Regions from separate parts of the Mus musculus genome. Here regions 1, 2 and 3 are each linked to region 4. A link is a contact called in public promoter capture Hi-C data. All regions are on one chromosome and are shown on one strand. The core of a region is the stretch at or near the end of the contact, and the rest is flanking DNA. Distances in the headings are between cores, read along the strand shown.

Region 1 (3,682 bases), core at 213-2,712, 1.8 Mb after region 4:
AATAATGGTGCTACAGATATTGCTCTGCCAGAGTGGGGCTGGGGAGATGGCTCAACGGTTTGGAGCGCCGCCTATTCCTGCAGATTACCCGGAGTTTGGGAACCAGCACCCACATGACAGCTCCAGTAACCTACCTCCAGGAATTTCTAACTCCAGTTCTAGGGGAGCTGATAACATCTTCTGGTCTTTGTGGGCATCAGGCACATAATGGCGCATAGACACTTTATTTACGTAAAGTTAAATCTCAAAAAGTTCTTAAGAAAAAAAGATAAAGTATGATTGTGAAAACACGTAGAGTCTTTAACAATGTTGATTTCACAGAAACTGTAAGCAGATTGGTGATGACAGGGGCTAGGGCAGGGGGAAATGGCGAAGGGCTAGACTGCAGTTAGCAAAATATAGTCAGAAGTACAGGGGTGCACAGCCAGGTGGGGGTGTAGGATGGTAATATGCTGTACATTACAAAAAAAAACCACACAGAGGAAAAGATTGTTTAACCCTAAAGAAATATTTTGATGTTTACTGATTTAAATATTATACAATGCACCAGGATGTTCCATGATATTCCACAAGACACAATTTTTGGTTTTAATGTATTAGCTAAAATTTAAAGTTACACAAACCACATTCTTAGTAGAGTTCCAAGGGATTGTTAGCTGCATCCTAAGTCCAAGAATGCTTTGCATTATATGCTTTGCCCCACAGTCAGTTTCATATATGATTTATTTTTGGTTTTTTGTTTTTTTTGAGACAGAGTTTCTCTGTATAGACCTGGCTGTCCTGGCTCTGTAGACCAGGCTGGCCTCGATCTCAGAAATCTGCCTGCCAAGTGCTGGGATTAAAGGCGTGCGGTGACTATTATCATTATTGTTACTAATGAATATGGGGGGGGGGGTCTAGACCACAGTGGGTGGTGCCATCCCTCGGCACGTGGTCCTGGCCTTAGAGAGCACTGGGATTGCAAGTATGCATCCACACCTGTTCCGTTCCGTTTTCACGTGCTCTCCAGTCTCACACTCCGCTAGCGATCCAGTGGCTTCTGTTCCAGGTAAGTAAATAGGTCTCGTCCGTGTCTCTAAGTTCTCAAAATATTTCATCTCTAAAATGAGTGTATCAGGGATGGAGCAATGGCTCGGTAGGGGGCCCTGCTGCTCTTTTGGAGGGCCCAGCACCCACGTTAGGCAACTTGCTACCGACTGAGGATGGTAGAGGGGCACCATCCCTCAGTCCACTGCAGTGACAAGTCCGAGCTTATTGGGGTTCCTTGGGGCTTTAGCTGGGCTCCAGACCGCAGAGATTAGCTCCCTTCGGATGTAAACGGCTCCCGCTAGGGCAAAGCGTCCGAACTTCGCGCTTTTGGCTTGGTCCTATGGAAGGAGCGCTCCTGCCTGGCAACGAAGACTCTCCGTGCTGATTGGATATTGTGCCAGCCAATGGGAGGCCGCGTCCCTCTTGGGCGGGCGGTGCATTTTTGGCGGTTGCCGGGACACAGCTTAAACTTAACCCAGCGTGCACAGGTATCCGCTGCCGTGGCTGCTGCTCCGGAAGACGCGTTTGCAACTGAGGCAGAGACCCATCCTGCCGGAGGAGGAGGTTTAAAGCCAACCGAGATGGTAAGCAGCTCGGAGGCCGGGGGAAGGGTCGGTCAGGGACTTTCAAACTGTTTATTTGTAGTCTTGAGCTCTCTGAAATACAATTTGAAGTGCGTAATCCGAGAGGTCAGTGAGAAACTTCGATTTGCTTACTAGAAGGTTCTGGGTTTTTTTTTTTTTTTTTTTCCAGGAACACTCCAGGCATTTCTGCACCTTTCCCCCTCTCATCGAAATAGATACATCTTTAAATCTGCTCTGTTGTGGGTGGGGGGAAAGGCAACTCTCTGGTGGTAAAGCTGCAGCTGGAGAGCATCCGCATCGCACTCACTGACGCTGTTGAATTTTAATTTAACTTTTCCTGCTTCCACTACAAAACAGGGACTATTAGTAGTACTCAATCAGTACGCCGTTAAGTTTACATTATCATATTTAAATATTAATTAGTATATCCTGAATTAAAGCCAAAGACCTTTTATACTGTTACCTATTTTATAGTGTTTATTATAGGGATTTTCAGCAGTATCTTTTTGAAAGAAGAATATTGAATTCTGTGTATTTCCCTTTCCCCCTCGCACTTGTAGGCGACCAAAAAGAGAGCTTTGAGCTTTAGTGAAAAGCATCAGAAGTTAGTAGATGAAAAATTCCGCAAATCATTGAACATACAAGTCATGAATAAGTTAGAGAGGCAAGCCAAGAACCAAGTGGTGCAAAATGAAAACGACGAGAAGGTGGAACGCCAGAGGTTCCTCAGAGTGCTGCAGAATGAGCAGTTTGAGCTCGACATGGAAGAAGCCATCCAAAAAGTAAGTTGCAATGTCCTTGTTAGTTTTCTTTCCTTGGAAAAGGTGAAAGATGGCTGTCAGCCCTGCCTGGAGTTGAGGAAATACAGAGAGCTGGGAACTGACTGAATCCTTTGGAGTCCTGGTTATTTTAGCTGAAGAACGTGGTGTCAGTTGGTCAGTTTGCATGCTTTTAACAACGAGCAAATCGAAAGACTTTAGAATAGCATTTGGCAAGAATATCCATTTTTGTTTTTAAACATAAGCATGAAATCCGTAATTGTTAACATCACAGTTTTGTTTATGTGAGTGCAACCGTGTTGCCTTCTCTACATTTCTAATAAGAAATTTAAGAAATTCCTTCCTTTCTAAAAATTCATGACGTTAAACATAGACACTATTAAAGTGGTAGGAGATGGACATATGTGTGAGATGTACACTTACTCATATTTTTAATTTTTGAAGAATTCAGTTATTGAATGCGTGTGTTTACATCCTGCTCTGCTGGCTAAATCTATCATGAGTATTTCTAAATATTTTTTAGGAGATTGCAGTAGAAGAGGAAACAGACAGGAAGTGAGACAAGTGAATTTTCTCCTAAGTGTGAAAAGAACGTCCCCTGTTTTGTTGTGTTTTGAGCACTAGCGTGCGGTTATGTCCAGGATTTTGAGGGTGGATCTGGAAATAGCAAAAGAAAGGCTTAAAAGTGTGTCGGCTTCCTTCTGTCCTAAGTTCCAGTAGCATAGACCTGACCCTTTAATTCTGAACAGGAAAACCCTGGCCTCCCATCTTTTTATTCTTATTATGTCTTTAAGGAAACTCCCATATACCCTAACTCTGCCTAGCAACCATTGGTCTATCTGATGAAGTGGGGATGTTTTCTTTCGAGTGTTGTTCTGATGTCATCTTCTCATGATAGATGCCTCTAAGCAAAATTCTGTACTATGCTGAAATCTGTCCTTAGCGTTGGCTTCTTTTAATCAGGACCAGGCAAGGTTCATACAGCGTATATAGTTTTTATGGCCAATGTTTTGTTAATATGAACTTCATCGATGCATCCTTTATTAACTTCCTGTGTTTAACCTAATGAAGATATCAGGCCTGTTATCTTCTAGATGCGTGTGGTTTTATATCTGTCTGGTTTCTTTGGTGTGTGCCTTTATCTTTCCCATAGTCTCAAAAGGCAGTTAGCCAGGAAGACTTGATTAGATTGCAGTTCATCTTATACTGGGGAGGAAATAGTGACTTTTTTAATGAACTTGTTTCTGCATATGTTGGGATTATTTTAAAGTTTTGTCCTCTTTGATTTTT
Region 2 (3,340 bases), core at 707-3,206, 1.6 Mb after region 4:
TGGTGTCACAGCCTGCACTCCAGCCTCTCTGGGTTTAGCTCTGTGATCTGCCACCACCAGTCTCATTCAGCTCTGCCAATGACCAGCTGGTCATTTTTCCCAGGAGCTGCAATTGCTCCCCCAACCCTCTCAGGCTAACTTCCACCAGCAACTGCCCTGGCTGCCCTCTTTCTTCTCCTGTCCACCTTAGCTACATGGATAGAAAACATTAGACAGTTTTATTATTTTAAAGCTAGCCAGATAACTCAACAGCTGGGTAAAGAATTTCCTGCCCCAATTCTATCAGCCAGCTCCCCACAACCTTCTCAGTCCTTGCTGGCAGCAGAGGCTACAATAATTCTAAGTGTCCCAAGATCTACATGACTTCAGCTTCCCTTTCCATCCAAATCCTGGTCCAAATTCCTCTCTCCCTGTGTCCCTTCTCTTCTGGGACCTGCAAGTCCCACCATTTTTCTTTCGTCCAGCAATTGGCTTCCCCCCTTTTTATTGACACAATCAAGAACCAAGTAGGGATACAACACCTCCCTCTTTACCTACTCCTTTAGAATTCCAGGGTATCTTGAAGACCCACTGAAACATCCAACCTGAATTGAGCAATTACTGAATTCTTGGACTTTTTGTCCATAGCCAGCCATTGTTGCTTATAAGTCATTCTAATAACCCCCCTTTCTATGCACATGGATTCATTCTCTAAGTTCAGTTAGAAAACTAATAATATAGGTACCTAACACTGAGATGGTGACTGAATTGCTAACCTCTCACCTGACCACCTGGTGTCTCTTTCAAGGAAGTGATAGGCAGACAAATCCTAAATTCACAATACTGGGCTTAGCCCACCTGCAGTGTCCTCCTTCTGTCTTTCTAATGGATCTTGCTCCTCTCTGGCTTCTAGCCCCCTGTGGTCCTGTTCTGCAGCCCTAGCTCCACTGGCCTCCTATTGGGTTCCCAGATCCCTTCCCTTAGTATCTGCAACTCACTTTATATATGTATCAGCTTTCTGCTTTTGTCCTCTGAAATCTGCTGGTCTCTTTAAACCTTTTGTACCCATTCTCTAAGTATGAAATGTATTGAGCTAGTAATTAAGACTGGAATAAAAGAAGCTTTGATCGCCGAGAGCCTGGTATCTATAGACACTGAGGCTATTTGATAGAAGGTAGCTCATAGTATTTGAGTTTATGTGTATCTGTGTTTTTTTGTCTGTATATATGCCTGTGTGCCACTTTAGTGTCTGGTGCCTACCGAGGCCAGAAGAGGGCATCAGATCCCCTGAACTGTAGTTGTGTGCCACCATGGGGTGCTGCGAACCAAATTAGGGCACTCTAGAAAAGCAACATGGGCTCTTACTCATTTTACATCTCTCCAGCCCTCGTTTTATTGCCTCTTTCTTTCTTCCTTCCTTCCTTTCTTTTTTTTTTTTTTAACAAAATCTGACATCGTTCAAACACACAAATGTCCATCTACATTTCGGACATAACATGGTGTCTGTTTCCTTACAGATCCGACTTACGATGAAGTATTCTTATAAATACATCGGCCATTTTTTTCCACCTCCAATTACGGATTACTATTCATACAATAGGAGTGAAAAAGATACCCAAACAAAAACGTACTTTCCAAAAACAACGTGGTACTATCCTGGAAACTCATCTCCTTTTCCTCTCACACCCTTCCCCATGCCCTTTAACCCTCGCACACGGAGAAGGATGGAACTCACTGCTGAGTGCCTACAAATTCTAGGCCTGAGGCGGCCATGAGCGCCACGGCCTAGCTCAGCCCGGTCCCCGCGTGTCCTCGCCGGCTGCTAGGGCCCGGCCGGCCCGGGCCTTCGAGGTCCGCAGCACGGCGCATATGGCCGCGCTCGCCTCCCGCGTTGGCGGGAAGACTGGGAGCGCGGACGCGCGAGGCCAACCCGGAGCCTACCCATGAGGCACTGCGCCCTGGCTCGCGACAGCCCCCTCCCCCCTCACGGCGCCCAGCAGCCCCGCTCCGCGATGGGAGCCGGAGCGGCCTCGGCGTACACAGCCCGCGCTCCTCCCTCGCCTCCTCCTCTTTCTCCTCCTCCTCAGGGCTCCAGTCAGGCCGAGCCGCTCCGCTCACGGTAAGCGTCCCCCGCCCCGCGCGGCCGCCCGCCCGCCCGCCCGCGAAGGCCCTCCCGCGCGGCCGCGCCGCCGCACTCCGGGGGCGCAGGGTGGGGGTCTCGGGCCGCGGCGCGTCGGCGAGAGCGCCCGGGCCGGGCAGGGCAGGGGCCGGCTGCGCATGGGGCCGGGCCCGCCATCTTGCCGGGCCTGGCGCGGGAGGGTTCCCGGCGCGACGAGGCGAGGCGGCCGGCGGCGCGGCGGCCCACAGTACAGGGCCGCCCAGCCGTCGCCTCGCCTCGTCGCCTCGCCACCGCGCAGATCCTCCCATCGCTTTCTCAGCCCGGCTGTGCTCTCGGGGGACGACTCCCCTCGGTCCTTTGTACCTTGTCCGCGGGTGTGTGTGTGTGTGTGTGTGTGTGTGTGTGTGTGTGTGGCGGAGACCCGAGCTCACAACCCAACCCACTCGACTCTTCACGCAAGAGCAGAACCCCACTGGCGTTCGCCATAACAGCCACAGAGGCCTTACCTTGTGCTAGACGACCGCTCCTATCTAGCCACCTTTCTTGTCAAAGGAATGTCCCCACTCTGCCATAGCCCCGCTATTGTCTACCAGAGGAGGGCTTTGAGGAGAACCGAGCCTGACAGATTTTCCAGCTGTGCGTTGCAGGTTTCACTTAATAAACCACAAACGAGTGGTCGCGCTGAGGTTTTAGCCTGCGCAAGAAGATGGTGTTTTCACGACCAACCTGCATTTGTAACCCGTTAGGAAAGAAATATGCTAGGAAAAAAATGGACGTTAACCTGCTGCGAGCATGGAGACTTTTGGCTTCACGAAGAAAAAAAATTTTTTTTTTAAATAGTCCGCCATACTTAAACATTTGGCTTTATTTTCAAGTTTGGACTGAATCATCTAAATACTTGGACGTCTTTTAGTGCCCTTAACCATAAATTCACACGATGGAAGTAAGAGTTTGAAGGTACAAAACCCTTCCCTTGGCATCTGTGTGCTATCTTGTTTTGAGAGATGACTGTACCAACTCAAGTTGTTTGGATGTAACTGATAGGGTGAAGGGACCGGGTTGGAGGACCTTGTGCTTTTTGATGGTCCACCATCTGCACTAAAGCCATCCTTGAGTTTGAGTGGTTGTATCTGTCATTGGTGTCAATGTTTACCTTGGGCTACTTTCGGAGACGTTTTTGTTGGCAGAGCAGTTTTGAAGGTCAGCCTCAGAAATGACGATGAGAACGCTTGGCTACCGGGG
Region 3 (3,465 bases), core at 724-3,223, 1.8 Mb after region 4:
ATTTAATATAATTAAATATAATATAATTAAATAAATATAGTCTAGAGTTATATAATATAAAGTAAAACTGTAAGTACTTTTGTCTAATTCCTATTTTATTTCCTGCTACTCAAAAACAAAAATTAAATGCAAGACAAAACTTGGTCTGATTCTGTTTCTTGTCCCCTTCTGCCTTCCATCTCACGAGAGGAAGCCTGGCTGCCCTGTGAGCAGCTCTCTCTCATGGGCTTGCTCAGAGCAGACCCAGAATGCTTCATCTTCCTCACACATACTTCTCTGGCTTTCACAAAGCCTTTCTGGAAGCCACTTCTGCCCAGAATGTCTGCCTCGGAGCCTCATGTCTCGTCTGTTCTATCCAGAGAAGGCAGGTTAAGCAGCCCTTTCCAGAAAGGCTTCCTTTGTCCGGACCACCTGATCTCTCTCGGGCATTCGGGTAGCTTTGCTAAATGTGGACACTGTAGTGCTGTGCACGTTAGCTTTTAAAAGCAAATGTTTGATCCCTGGTATACTTTGATCACTTGGGTACACTCGGACAGATAGCAGTGTCCTGCTTAGTTTCCTTTCCCTGAACCTTAGAACCGGGAGGGTAGAGCATCGGGCTGGATCGGAGCGCCACCTACTGGTACAGGTGTTAAAGACTGTCAGCTACATTGTGGCGTCCTCAGTGGTCTCAGGCACACACATTTACATACACTCAGTCACGAAGCAACTCCCAGTTGAATTAAGTACTGCAGAATGTGCTACAGCTAATTCAGACTTCATTCCAGTTTTAATAAGATCTATTTTTTTTCCAAAAGAAACACAATAGTGGGGGGGAAAAAAAGAAAGAAAATACTCGGTACTCAGGATATGAATGAAATGGCATCTCCAGAGGGCCGATGGGAATCCTGGACTTGCTTACTGGCTGTTTTGCAAAACAGGTTTTTAAAAAGTTACTTTTCAAAAATCATACACGAAATGAGGAACCAAAACAGTCGGGTATTAGGATCCGTTTAGAAAGCCCTAAGAAGTGGCTTTATAAAGAAGACTAGCTGGTTGGTCTGTTTATTCCAGGACAGTCATCCTTCTGTAAGATCTCCCCGCAGAACTAGCCACGTTTATGCCACAAACACCCGAGTAGGTGTGAATGCTCGGTGCAGATAGCAGAGTAATACTAGCAATCCTTAATCCCTAAAAGGATGTCATTTTTCAGTTTATTAAATATTTTCTCAACCCTTATCAATCTTAACTTTTCCAATCTTAGAAAACAATTTGTTTTGTGAGTAGATATAAATAAAACATACAGAAGTTGCTCTCTAAATCGAGAGAAAACTTTTCTTTGCGCACACTGGGGCCCGATGTGGATAACAGGATCATTAGCGACCAAACAGATGATGCCTCTTTCTCTCTAACAGAGACTCGCTCAGCGGCAGAGAGCCCTTCAATTCCAGCAGAGAGGTGAGCTCAGAACTTGTCACTGGTTTCTGCTTGTACTTAATCTTCCTGTTTATTCTTGCTTCATTAAAGTCAATCTCCACAGGGCAGACTGTCATCCGAGCTCGGCCCATCCTGCTGTCTGCGCTCTCCAGAGAGCGTGCTTGATCCTGATAAACAGACTGCGAGCCAGGCATGTGACTGAACGTGACTGAACTTCTTAAGGGAAATAGAAGACATAAAGGCGCCCCTCCCACACCCTCACAGCAGAATTTGTCAGGCAGGGCCATCCTCTCAATGGGGATGATGCTTTTCCAAAAGCCTGCCTTTCAGACTGTCTGAAGTGAGATAGAGGGTACTTACTGTTATCGTTGTGTGGCACGAGGCCCTTCAGGTTGCCTTAGCTGATGTCATTCATCTGCCAGGCCCCTCTCTTGGGATTCAGTATCATCTAGAAGCTGTCTCCTGAATGATGTGCTACCCCGCTAGGAACTGCAGACAAAGATACTGTCTGTGTTAGTTACTTCCTCATAGCTCTGACCACACGTCAGACTATCCCAGCATCCTCAAGATTTCAACATGAGAAAGCAAGAAAGGTCTTGAAGTCTGGACCCTTCCAGTAACTACTAGAAGTCCTATTGGAGGATTTACTACCCCACCCAAAGGGCTACTCTGGGCTTCCGGCCACCGTTCAGTTTCTCAGTGGTAAGAGCATTAGTGAAGTGGATTGACAGCTCAGCAGAGAAAAAGCTGCCCCAGCCGCTGTGGGGTTGGGGTGGGGTTGCAGCCTCTGCAGAGCCTCCCACGCTCAAAAGCTCAGCTCTCTACTCCATCTCTGGGCAGTGGCTTTTCCCTTGTACCTCTTACTTTGATCCTGTTTCTTGGCTTTTCTTAGGATGTATTATTTAGCACTTTATTCTTTTCCATCTTAAAATTGAATTGTTAAGTTAGGGGCTAGAACCAAGAGTTTGTGGAAATGGTTATGCAGTTCCTTCTATTAGGGGACTAGGGGAGTGTACTGAGTGAAGTTTCTCTTCTGGGTGCTGCTGGGAGACGAAGACTTCTGAGAGGTGAGGTATCAGGCCTTTCTTTGAGCATTGACAAAGAGGACATGTTGAGGTCCCCAAAGGAAGAACCCTCAAGGGAGCGGCCAGAGAGAGTTCAGGTGGGGGAAGTCGCAGGTCAGTTGAGGGACTTGGTTGATTTTTATGGCAACAGTGGCATCTGAACTCAGTCATGAAGGGTTTGGTTGCTCTGTGACATGGATACTTTGATTTTATCATTGTCAAGAGCTGAGAATACCACTTTTCATAAACATATATAGCACAAAATGTTAGGAGTGTCATTAGAGTCATTTCAGAAGTTGTTGAAGCTAAAATTTCTTTATTGGTTTCTTTTATGAAATTCAAGCCGGTAGTCAATAACAACTGGATTCAAGATCAAGCATTCCAACACAATTCAATCCAACAATATGCTAATTTGATGCTCACATAGTAAAGAATGATGAAACGAGAGAGCTGGCGAGATGGCTCAGCCGGTTAGAGCACTGACTGCTCTTCCAAAGGTCCTGAGTTCAAATCCCACCAACCACATGGTGGCTCACAACCACCTGTAAAGAGATCTGACGCCCTCTTCTGGTGTGTCTGAAGACAGCTACAGTGTACTTATGTATAATAACAAATAAATCTTTGGACTGGAGCGAGCGGAGCCAACCAGACTGAGCAGAGGTCCTAAATTCAATTCCCAACAACCACATGAAGGCTCACAACCATCTGTACAGCTACAGTGCACTCACATACATAAAATAAATAAATCTTAAAAAAAGAATGATTGGACAAAAATATTAAATGTCTTTGTTTTATATAATCTGTATATGTCTCTATATATGTCTTCTATATGTCTCTATGAGAATTGAAGACCTTGTATGTACAGAAAAAATACAAAATCCAACATACAGTAGCTCTGGCCTGAGCTGGGGTGATTCAGGCAGTGACCATGGGTGCTGTGTGGTGTCACAGTTCACCTGGTACATACAGACTGGCATGGTATGTT
Region 4 (3,501 bases), core at 198-2,697:
AATATAAGATTGATAGTAACTGAAGATCAATCACTGTTTCCAATTTTCACTGTTTTGCATATGTAATAATGTCAGTAAGGAATAATATAGGCAAATATAGCTAAAAATACTCAGAAGATGTAAGTGCAGGGTGCTCTGGATTCTGCTTGTTTATAGGTAAACCATCAGTTACAACCTTTAACCGAATGTTGAATTTTTAATACAAAAAAGACCTTAAGTTGGGGGCAATTCTTCCTGACATGTTGCCACATGAATAATCTTTCAATAAAGAAATCCTGGAATTAATTTCATGTAATAAGAGACTGTTAGATATAGGGGTGCATGTCTGTAAACCTAGCACTCTAGAGGCTGTAGCATTAAGATCTTAAACTGTTCGAGGACAGTTTAAGCTACACAGACAAACCTTGTCTCAAAAAAAAAAAAAAAAAAAAAGGAGGAGTCTGATGAATGGAAGGAAGCCATCAGCTGACAAACAGCAGTTTCCTCACCCCATTTTGCCCCTCCCCACCCCACAAGCTGTAGGAAGTAGAAAGCTGCAGAGTGTACCTTCCAGGCGAGAAGCAAAACATTGAGGATGGCCAGCAAAGGGCAGGGTCCATTCTCATTCTGGGTGATGATGGGCGTGTTCTCCTCTTTCCACTGGATCCATTTGATGTGATACACCGACTGTCCGGGAAAGCGTTCTTTGGAGGCCGCTAGCACCTGAGCCGGGTCCTCCTCCTCCTCTTTGCATAGAGGTGCAGCCCTGGGCGGCCCCGCCGCGCCCTCCTCCACGTCCTCGGGGACCCTGGTCTCTGCTCCCTCCTCACTATTGAACTCAGAGCTACTGGGGAAAGAATGCAGGTTGGAGAAAGACTCCAGGGAGTCCAAGCTGGGCGAGTCCCCAGGGGGGCTCGGCTCGCTGCAGCTGCTGCTCGGGGCGCCGGTGCTGCTGGGCTCTTCCGCCGCCTGCTCCACCCTGCAGGTGCCCGTGTCGCCCACTGGCCCCGACCCTCGGCCCGCCGCGGCCTCGGCCAGCTCCGGGGAGGCGGTCACCTTGTGCTGCCCTCTTGAAGGCACCTCCGAGGCGGCAGGGCTCGACGACGCGCCGTCCTTCAAGTCCGAGCCCGCGCCGCATCCGAGCTGCGAGGGGGACGTCGGGTCCCCGAGGCTGCTCCGCGCTGCCGCCGCCGCCGCCCCCTGCCCGCCGCTGTCCACCGCGCGTCCAGCGGGACCATCCTCAGCCTCGCGCCCGCCGCGCCGTCGCCCTTCCGGCGGCGACACTCGCCCGGCCGCCACCCCTAGTTCCAGAGGCTGTGGGCTGTCAGGGCTGTTCTCCATCCCCGGCCGCCCGCCCCTGGTCCTATAGACACCGCGGCCGGCTCTCCTCAGCAAGCGCCTCCGACGCCATGACAGCCGCTCTGTAGCAGCTCCAGCGCCCTAGCGCGGCCTCGGCCAGGCACGTCACCGTAGAGGGCGGCGGGAGCGCGCGCGCGTGCCCCCGCCCGCCCGCTCGGAGCGTGCCTCCGCGTGACTGCGCTCGTTGAAGCGCCCGGACCCACTCGGGGAGCGCTTCTCCCCCGAGGCCACGCCCCTCCCGCGCGTTCAGGCTAGGGAAGGCAGAGCGAGGCCAGGGGCGTGGCTGAGGGCGTGGTCAGGGGCGCGGCTCGGAGAGCCGCAGCGCCACTAGGAAAATAATCTTGTGTGTGCTGCCGGAAGTTGAACTCCGGGGCATCCCCGCTGCGCGCGGTTACTTTAAAGGCAGTGGCTGAGGCTTGTAGGGAGTGTGGTCTACTTTGGGCTTGAGCCTGGTGGACCCCGAAAGTGGTAGTAGCATTGGAAGACAGCCATTCCCTGAAGGCCTCGGGAGAGCTGGCTTTTTCTTTTCTTTTTTTTTTTTTTTAGCTTTTAATGTTGAGAATTGGAAGCATTTCTTAGGAAATGCAAATTTGAAAGGCGAGTTCTGTTGGAGGCTTTTGGAAGACTGCGCAGTACAGGGACAACTCTCCCTGGGTTTTGGCTGAGAATCGCTGCGCTCCCAACCAGCTACTGGTTTGCCTTGCCGGAGGTTCAATGAGGTTGTGGATATTGGCCTACGCCCCAGGCGAGAGGGTAAATTTGGTCCAATAATAATAAATCAGTTTGCGTTTGAAGCAAGCCAAGTCTTTGCGGTTCTGTTCACTTGGCTTCTCTTTGCACAGAGTGGGAAGCTTCTGCTTCCCGAAAAAATGACTTTTAAAATTAGAATTGACTTCTCATCAGGGCTTGACATCTGCATAGAGGATGGACAGAGTTGCCTGCAACTTTTTTTTTCTATTTATTTACTTACTTATTTATTGGCAAGAGTGGATATAGATCATCTAACCTGCTCTGGAAAAGTGGGGTGTTTTTTTTTTTTTTTTTTTGGTTTTTTTGTTTTTTGGTTTTTTGTTTTTTTTGTTTTTTTTTTTTTTCCTGGACCCTTCCCTCTTCAAAGTTGTCTGAGAATATAAAAATGAACAAGACAGGTGGGTCTTCCTTTAGTATCAGGTATACAAATATATGGTGCATCATGGATTGTTACACTTCTGTCCTGCTACTGGTTAGAAAAGTAGACAAATTAATGCATTATTTTGCTCATTCATGTGTTAGCACCAAGCATGTTACTGAATACTGTGTTTCACACTAAAAATATCACTATTATCTTCTCAGAAATGATGATCTCTTTCTCGGCACTCTCTTCGACTTCTCCCTCTTTCTTCCCACCTCCAACTCTCTCCTCCCTTCCTTTCTTTTCTTCCCCCCCCTTTCCTTTTTTTTTTTTTTTTTTTTTTTTTTTTTTTTTTTTTAGGGCTGGGGCTCAATTCATGTATGACAAACACTCTACAGAGCCCTCTACTACTTTGCTTATCTTATTTCACTTTTGTTTTTTGAGACAGAGTCTCAATTTGTAGCCCTGGCTGGCTCTGCCTCTCTTCCAATTTGAGAGTCTCACCCTGTGTCTTAGACTAACTGACCTGGAATTCACAGCAATCCTCTTGTACTTTTTCTCCCACTCCAATTTTGAGATTATAGATGTGAACGCTGTGTTTTTAAGACTGGAAGTTATCTTCCTTTCTTTCTTTCTTTCTTTCTTTCTTTCTTTCTTTCTTTCTTTCTTCCTTCCTTCCTTCCTTCCTTCCTTCCTTCCTTTCTTTCTTTCTTTCTTTCTTTCTTTCTTTCTTTCTTCCTCCCTTTCTTTCTCTCTCTCTCTCTCTCTCTCTCTCTCTCTCTCTCTCTTTCTTTCTTTCTTTCTTTCTTTCTTTCTTTCTTTCTTTCTTTCTTTCAATTGAGGTTGGGTCTCACTATGTAGTGTAGCTAGCCTGAAAGTTGTTATGTAGGCCAGGCTGGACTCAAACTTTCAGAAAATTGCTTGCCTCTGCTTCCCAAGTGCTAGAATTAAGGGCATGTGCCACCATGCCAAGCAAGATCGGCAATTCCTGAAAACTGGAAAAGTTAGAAAAGATAATGGAAAGTTTTTTCTGAGTGTTGAATTTTGGAGTT

Evidence for each region. Promoter capture Hi-C pulls out the DNA fragments that hold promoters and counts their contacts.
Region 1: a contact with region 4 is called in a promoter capture Hi-C map of erythroid cells, with 27 times the contacts expected there. The contact joins the promoter of Mns1 here to the promoter of Mindy2 in region 4. A contact is called at or near these places in 2 of 39 promoter capture datasets (erythroid cells and liver).
Region 2: a promoter capture Hi-C map of liver shows a contact between it and region 4, with 8 times the contacts expected there. The contact joins the promoter of Zfp280d here to the promoter of Mindy2 in region 4. A contact is called at or near these places in 6 of 39 promoter capture datasets (cranial neural crest, embryonic stem cells, erythroid cells and 2 more).
Region 3: a contact with region 4 is called in a promoter capture Hi-C map of erythroid cells, with 20 times the contacts expected there. The contact joins the promoter of BC065403 here to the promoter of Mindy2 in region 4.

The regions. Positions count from the first base shown.
Region 1 is chr9:72,437,067-72,440,748 of GRCm38.p6, forward strand. Mns1 (meiosis-specific nuclear structural protein 1) reads left to right here and starts at 1,463. Exons shown (of 10, transcript NM_008613.3): 1 at 1,463-1,613; 2 at 2,174-2,395. The coding sequence starts at 1,611.
Region 2 is chr9:72,272,932-72,276,271 of GRCm38.p6, forward strand. Zfp280d (zinc finger protein 280D) reads left to right here and starts at 1,957. Exons shown (of 22, transcript NM_146224.5): 1 at 1,957-2,098.
Region 3 is chr9:72,407,894-72,411,358 of GRCm38.p6, forward strand. BC065403 (cDNA sequence BC065403) reads right to left here and starts at 1,974. Exons shown (of 2, transcript NR_152222.1): 1 at 1,777-1,974; 2 at 751-1,595. Gm27230 (a long non-coding RNA gene) reads left to right here. Exons shown (of 8, transcript XR_003948355.1): 6 at 1,395-1,437; 7 at 1,520-2,118; 8 at 2,824-3,002.
Region 4 is chr9:70,655,727-70,659,227 of GRCm38.p6, forward strand. Mindy2 (MINDY lysine 48 deubiquitinase 2) reads right to left here and starts at 1,448. Exons shown (of 9, transcript NM_172772.2): 1 at 547-1,448. The coding sequence starts at 1,320. Gm31872 (a long non-coding RNA gene) reads left to right here and starts at 1,945. Exons shown (of 3, transcript XR_379591.4): 1 at 1,945-2,486.